Linked DNA regions of Sus scrofa: region 1 is linked to region 2. A link is a contact called in public HiChIP or PLAC-seq data. All regions are on one chromosome and are shown on one strand. The core of a region is the stretch at or near the end of the contact, and the rest is flanking DNA. Distances in the headings are between cores, read along the strand shown.

The links. HiChIP or PLAC-seq counts read pairs in DNA pulled down with a chosen protein or histone mark.
Region 1: an H3K27ac HiChIP or PLAC-seq map of alveolar macrophages shows a contact between it and region 2. The contact joins two enhancer-like sites. A contact is called at or near these places in 6 of 47 Hi-C or Micro-C datasets (embryonic fibroblasts, epiblast stem cells, fetal skeletal muscle and 3 more) and 2 of 2 datasets of contacts at active chromatin or transcription factors (alveolar macrophages and skeletal muscle).

What each region holds. Positions count from the first base shown.
Region 1 is chr3:127,136,145-127,139,877 of Sscrofa11.1, reverse strand. No RefSeq gene overlaps it. Among named protein-coding and RNA genes, the nearest start is that of ASAP2, 55 kb to the right of the region's middle. Within about 2 kb of position 2,312, at least 10 of the 83 cell types and tissues checked have an H3K27ac peak or open chromatin away from gene starts, as enhancers often do. A contact at or near this core is called in alveolar macrophages, where this site is marked.
Region 2 is chr3:127,010,586-127,014,007 of Sscrofa11.1, reverse strand. The region is part of intron 2 of ASAP2 (arf-GAP with SH3 domain, ANK repeat and PH domain-containing protein 2); the gene reads left to right. Among named protein-coding and RNA genes, the nearest start is that of ASAP2, 71 kb to the left of the region's middle. Within about 2 kb of position 1,432, at least 10 of the 83 cell types and tissues checked have an H3K27ac peak or open chromatin away from gene starts, as enhancers often do. A contact at or near this core is called in alveolar macrophages, where this site is marked.

The sequences.
Region 1 (3,733 bases), core at 1,063-3,562, 120 kb before region 2:
AGAATGGTTGATTGACGATGTTGTGCCCATTTCTGCTGCACAGCAAAGCAACCCAGTCATGCATATACATATATTCTTTTTCTCTTATAATCTTCCATCGCATTCTATGCCAAGTAATCGGGTCGAGTTCCCTGTGCTGTGCAGTAAGACCTCATTGCTTAACCCTTCTAAATATAACAGTTTGCCTCTACCAACCCCAAACTCCCCGTCCATCCCCCCACCCTCCCCACCCCACCCCCGGCCAGGCAACCTCAGATCTGTTCTCCGTGTCTGTGAGTCTGTTTCTGTTTTGCAAATAGGGTCATTTGTGCTATGTTTTAGATTCCACATATAAGTGGTATCACATGGTACTTATCTTTTTCTTACTTCACTTAGTATCACTTAGTAGGAGACTCTCTGGTTGCATCCAGATACTGACTTTAAATTCTCTTCTCCACTAAGGGGACTGGGGCGCCTGGGAGAACGGGCTGGTTCCAGGGCTGGGGCAGAGAGGGTACAGAAGGAGCTCAGGACATCTTACTGCATCAGAAAACCTGGAGCACTAGGAGAACAAGGGGACACGACGAAGGACACAGAAGCTGGCTTCGGGGGCTCCCCCTTTAGCCAAATCCGAGACAATGTGTGTACCAGAGAAATACTGAGAGTAACGGGGTCTAACCCACTGAGCAAGCAGGGTATAGAGATGAACACAGGAGACGACGGACGGGACATTCACAGAGTTTCAACATATCACCGCCCCCCCAATATCTGTTCACTGCAAAGGTCACGTTACAGGGGGAAGCCCGGCCGTCACCACTGTAACCCCATGATACCGTGAGTGTCATCATGAATGGCACTAATTGAAATCAGGTGCCACCTAAGTAGCACTCCGGGTTATTGCTGCCCAAGACTTTTAACCTGAATCCAATCCCAAGGGAACAGCAGCCACATCCACACGGAGGGACAGTCTGTGGACAAACTGGCCCTTAATCATCCAAGTGCCAAGGCTGAGGGATGGCTCCAGGTTGTCAGAGACCAAGGAGGCCCACCACCAAATGCCAACGTGAACCTGAACCAGATCCTTTTACGACAAAGCCATCCCCGGGATGGCTGACGGGACGTGAATGCCAGCGACCAAAGCATCGCATCCAGCGTCTGTTGGGAGCGGCGGCTGCATTATGGCCGGATAGGAGGAAGTCCTTATTTGCAGGAAATATGCTGAGATATTTGCGGGTGATGGAGCATCATGGCAACTTACACTCAAACGAAAATGTGTCATTTGAGCTGAAGCCTTTCTGTAAGTTTAAGATTGTTTTGCATTTTTTAAAAAACTTTCCCTGTGCACTCACAAAACGATCTCTGGCAAATTCCAGAGAAGAAAAAGCAGGGCTCTATTCCTTCCAGTAGGAATTTAACCAGGAAAATCTAACTGCATGCACCCAGCATAAGAATCTGGTCTGCAGAATGGGGCTCCCTGGAGCAGAAGCTGACTGCTCTCAAATCCTGACAGCACAGACCTCAGAAAGACAGGACCCCAGCCCCTGTGTCAGCCCAGCCCTGAAGAGTGTGCACTCTGCTTTTCCTGAGCACTCTGGGCATATATGGGATTTGGAGTCAAAATGAGCAGGGATTGAATCTCAGCTCACGTTCACTGTGTGATCTTGGGCAAGTCGCTTAACCCCTCTGAGCCTCAGCCTTCTGCTGCGTATAATGTCCACTTTGTCAGGTTGTGGTGCAGATGAGAGAGAATTATGTAGACTGCTTGGTACAGTGCCGGCTTTCAGATATTGGACCTTTGGCAGGCTGCCTCAGAATCCCCAGGGAATCATTTCATGAAAAGAGATTTTCACAACCCACTCCAGAGGTTCTGATGGGGCTGACCTGCCCACTTTCGCTTCCACCTGCTCTCCCCCTTGGGCTGAGCTCAAACCAAAGTATGTGCCGTTTCCCAAATGCACCACGGCACTTCCTCTTACTGCGCCTCTGTACACACCCTTCACCCACATAGAAAGCCTTCCCCCTGTGTCTGATCGGAAAACTCCCACGCATCTTTCAAAGCACAGCTGAAACGTGTCTTCACGTCGTGACCCCCACTTCCCAGTACTCCCTTCTTTGAGCAGCTATTTCATCCATAAGAAGTATAATTATCTCCCTTTTCATGAACCTCTGTTATGTACCTTACATGTCACCTTAAGTGTGTCTTTAAAACAACCACACCAGGAACTAATCATTAGCCTCGTTTTCCTGTTTACATACAAAAAAGCTGAGTCTCAAAGAGCTTAAGTGGCTTAAGGCCCCACAGCTGGCAGGGGCAGAGCCAGAACTGTGCCTCCCGGCATCTCCAGCACTTGTCATCATTGTCTTGGCTCTGGACGTGCCCGCCTGTAAGCTCTCTGTTGACAGGGACTGGGTCCATTCTCCCCGGTCCCAGCTAGACTATCTCCCGATACACCAACAGTAGGGACCATAAACGTTGGCCCATATCTCCCAGGTCCACACCGCCTTCCCTCACACTGGACTTGCCCAGAGCTGGGAGCCTCTGAGGTTGGCTGAACTGTGTACCGGTGGAAGGTGATGGATCAGCATTTATCTTCCTCAGGGTGCAGAACTCAAACGAACCAGGAGATGGCGCCACTGCACCACTCAGGCCCCGCCGCGCAGCGCCATCGGGAGCGTTCCGTTGGGCGTGTGTCTGAGGCTGTGATGAGCTGAATCTGCAAAATTCAGACTTCATGGCTGGAAAAATTAACGTGCAAATGACAGAATAAAAATATAGGGAGACCATGAAATTGATACTGGCACCTCCCTCCTCCCTGGGGAAAAAATATCCTCCTTCCTTAAGTAGGAGTTGGCTTGCTAAAGCTTTCAGGAGACTCAGCCGGGGCTGGGCTTCTTACTGGAAAAAGCGCCAAGCCGGTGGCATCTAACCCCAAACAGCTGAGTGCGAGGGTGAATGTGACCCCGGTGTCTAGCCTCCCCACAGTGACATCCAGGTCCCCTCAGCCTTGGTTACAGTATTGGCTGCTGTTGACATAGTATCAAACAGGCTGACATTTTTCCAAAAGCCCAAATATGGTACACCCGGTTCCACAGAACATTCCAGAGGCAAATTGCTTCTGGAGAGCATCGCAGGGGGACCACCACGTGGGCTGATGATTTGGGGATGAAGAAGCAGGTCTGGAAAGCTGGGGAGCCGAGGGCTAAGACAAGAGCAGGTGGCTGCCGGCCACGTGGTGCCCTCGAGGGGAGCCGGGGCCTCTTCCTCTCCCAGGAATTTCTCTTTCAGGAGGCCTCTCCCAGGAGCCAGAGCCAAGCCTCTTCCTCCAGCTGGTATTCGGCTCCTACCTCCTCCCTCCCCGCGCGGCAGCGTCTCCTCCAAGCCCATGGCCTTCGGTGTCTGTCAGTGCGGACGTGGGTGAGATTCCTGAGGTGTGTCTGTCAAAGATGCCCCTGAGAGCCACTGCGAACACAGACATGAAATCAATGAGAACACACACATGCTCGGGGGTGCTGGGTACACAACTCTGCACGCATCATAGAATTGCACAGAACTGTCCACACACGGTATTAAACCGGGGAGGGCTGAGCAGGCTCAGGGGGGCAGCTCCTGGATTTGATACGAGATAGGACCACTGAGTGGAACTGGATGAAGGCCTAATTGTACATATTTTTTTTTTACAACTTCCTGTGAATCTAATTATTTGAAAAGTTAAATGTTAAAAAAACCAAACAAAAAACACAAACCAAAAAACAC
Region 2 (3,422 bases), core at 183-2,682:
GCTGTGCTGAATAAATACCTCAGTTTAATCCTCCCCCCCCCCCCCCCCCGCCCCCGAGCTGGGGACTGTCGGGAACTCCCTTTTCAGTGAGGCCACTGAGGCGCGAAGCCGGCCGCAGAGAAGCCGAGCCTCGGGACCGGGTTTGCTTCCCAGGCTCTCCTTCCGGCCCCGGCGGCCCCGGCCTCGTGCGCAGGGAGGCGCGGGGGCGGATTGCCAGGGAGAATCACCAGGCCGCGAGGTCGTGGGGGGCGCCCCAGATGTCCCCCGGCTGAGCCCAAGCCACCTGCTGAAGGACCCCAAGGTGGTGCTGGTTGGTCACAAGCTCCATGAGAGCCGGCACAGGACCGGCGTCGTGTGCTGACCGTCTGCCCTCCAAGGGCGCGCAGGTGACCTCAGGCACGTAGGTCCTGCTGCCGAGACCCTGAGTCGTAAGAGCAGCGTCTTGGGAGGACCCTCGCGTTAGAGCTGGAGGCCTCATGGTCAGAAGGACGCGGGGAGGCTTGGGGCGGCCGAGGGAAGGCGAGCTTTCCCCGGAATGAGGAAGCGAGACGTCTGGACTCTTCCTCTCTCCAGGGTGGTTTCACGAGAGCAGGTTTGGACTGAAGTCCGAGGGAGACGTTAGCTGGGGGGCAGCCCCGGAGGTGGTCTGGTCGCCGGGAGGGCTCTGCAGGGAGTTGGTGGGTGGACTCTGTTTCTCGAGAGGGAGGTGGAGGGGGAACCGTGGCCTCTGTCCCGCGTGGTAGGGCTCTGAGGTTCTGGATCTCTCCTCGCCACTGGTTAACAGGCGCGCGTGGGACGCTCTGGCTCATCGGTGGCGTCCCGGCAGCAGCGGCCAACGTGTTCGTCACGGAAGGAAGGCTGGTCTGAAGGAGCGCGTCCCAGGTCTCAGCAGGAACCATACCTGGGTCACACCTGATCCGCATGGTCCACACGGCCCTCATATCTTTTGGTGGGCAATTTTGGCTCATCTGGCCTGGGCTTTTTACATGGCGTGTTGGGTCTGTGCATCCTAAAGAGTGGACGGAAAGTTAAGTCAGGATACCTATTCCTGAAGAGAGAATTCACACCATTCTTCTGATTTTTATTGGCGTCTGATACCCAGAATATTCAAGAACCACTGATCGAGCCAAGCCCCCTGGTTTACAGATGGGGATTCCATCCGAGTTGGCCGTTTGCCTTACTGTAAAACGAGGACTACATTACTCAGCAAATAAGTCTGATTCCTCATGTGTAAAATCCTGCCGAGCTGGGGAACCATCCAGGGCTCTGTATGCACAGTCGTCCTCCGTGAGTGGCGGCTGTTGTTACCTGAGGCCTTGAGACCGTTGCTGTTCTAGGGGCCACTTGTCCCTGAGACCACAGGAGTCCCTTCTCTCCCGGTCCGCTGTGCTGTCCGTGGTTGCGGGCTGGGGACATCTGCCGTGAGTAACGGGAATGGCATCCCCCAGGTTCAGCGTGGTGAAAACAGAGGAAATGGCTGAATGCAGCCTGCAGGGGCCGCAGGCACGTCCTGTCCTGTAGCTCATCGGACGGCTTTGCCGTCAAGAGGGCACCTGCGTGATGGGACCTCGGGTTTCTAGGAGCCGGAGGTCCACGTCCAGCAAATGCCGACCCACCTCCCTGCTCTGCTTGCCCGGCCTGGAGCGAGGGGGTCCCCCGTTCCTTATCAGCGAGCCCCTCCCTGTCTCCTCTGAGTGGTCCTAGAGCCGCCCTAGGGGGCAGAGGAGCTCCTAGGGTAAGGAGAGGTTGGCGACACAAGCAGATGGCAGCTCTGTTTCAGGCTCTTCTCTCTCTGACTCCAAAGGAACGTTCCCCGCCTCTGAGAAGCCTTTCCTGGCACCAGGCCTCCGAAACGCCGTCTTCCTCACACGGTGCTGTGTTGCCACCTCCCGTGATGTCCACCACGTGGCTTGCGGGTGCATGTTTACCTCCGTCTTGCTAAAGTGTGTGTTGGCAGGTGCCAGGCTTCGGTCATCTGTGTCCCCTCCCATTTCACTTTTCTTACAGGCAAGTCTTGTCACTTTACAGCCGTTTGGGGGCCCTCCGTTACCTGGGATGAAGTCCTTCCTCGGCCCCCTCCCCCCAGCCTTGTCATCTGCAGTCCTGCCCGTGTCCTGGCTGTCCCAGGCACCCCGAATTCTCCAGTGCCATTCTCTTCACGGCCTCTGTCCTGTGCCACATTGACTGGTGTGCGAGTCTCTCATTGGAAGCTTGTTCCCTTGATGCAGGGCTCGGCCTCGGGAGTCTTTATATTCTTCATGCTTGCGGTGCGGTGGGCTTTCGCCTCGGCTGGATGTTTTCCCAGCATCCGGGGAAGTTCTCCCCATCGCAACCAGCGGGCTGTGCAGGGAGTACAGGATGGATAAATCTAGGTGACTCTCAACAGGTTTTCTGTCCTCTGAGCCTAGAATCTAGTGGGACAGAAAAAATCCGCAGAAACGGTACACGACCCCAGAGACCAGTCTCAGTCCCTGTCCCTCGCTGTACCTGCAGGTGTACTGCTGCTGCAGGCAATAGGTGTTTACAGGGAGGAAACACAGACTTCATGCCAATTTGTTGTCAGTAACATAGGGCAGGGTCAAAGGCCATGAGGTGATCACAGACCAGAGTCTTCACATTTTAGTAGCCACTGCACCTGGACCTTACTGACCCACTGCTGGCTGCCCACGCCAGACCCCCCAGCCCAGGTACCGCCGGTGATAACGTCCATGAGGTCTCCATGCGGTCAGAGGGGACACCCCAGGACCGTCTGGATGGACGTGAGTTTTGCATCGGGCTTTGAAGGTGGGAGCACAGAGTGTTGGAGAGAGTAGAGAAGTGGCGGGGAGCCCCGGGAGAGAGGCCCTCTGTCTTCTGTGTACCTGCCGCGAGCGACCCCGGAGGGCTGGTGGCCTAGGCGGGCCTTCTCCACACCGCCTCTGCTGGTGGGGGCTCAGGTCAGGTAGCCCGTCTCCGTCAGGTCCCCTCGGGCCGGGAACCCGGTGGCAGAGGATCCTGGTCCTCCGTAGGTAACGGAGCCGTTGCAGCTCACGTTGCAGATTCCCCCGTTTTGTTTATTCCCCGTGTTGTTTGCTGATTATAAAGATAGTGTGAGCTTAGTTTAGAACATTTGAACAATTCAGAAAAGCAGTAGAACAAAGTCCTGGCCCGGCCAGTGAAATGGCAGGGGCCAAGCTGCGCGGTTTGGTCTGAGGGCCCCCGTGCTGTGACAGCGGCCCGGCCAGACGGAGCTGCCACCTGGTTTGGGTCTTTGCACCCCCACAGTCTACCCCCTTCTCTGCGAAATGCCCCCTCAAAGAGGATCCGGTGATGCCCTGGCCTGCCCCCGGCCTGCCCCAGCCGAGGGGACCGAGCACCTGCTGTCTGACCATCACTGCAGCATTTGATGTCCTGTCCTTCCAGCCTTTTCTCTGCACTTTACT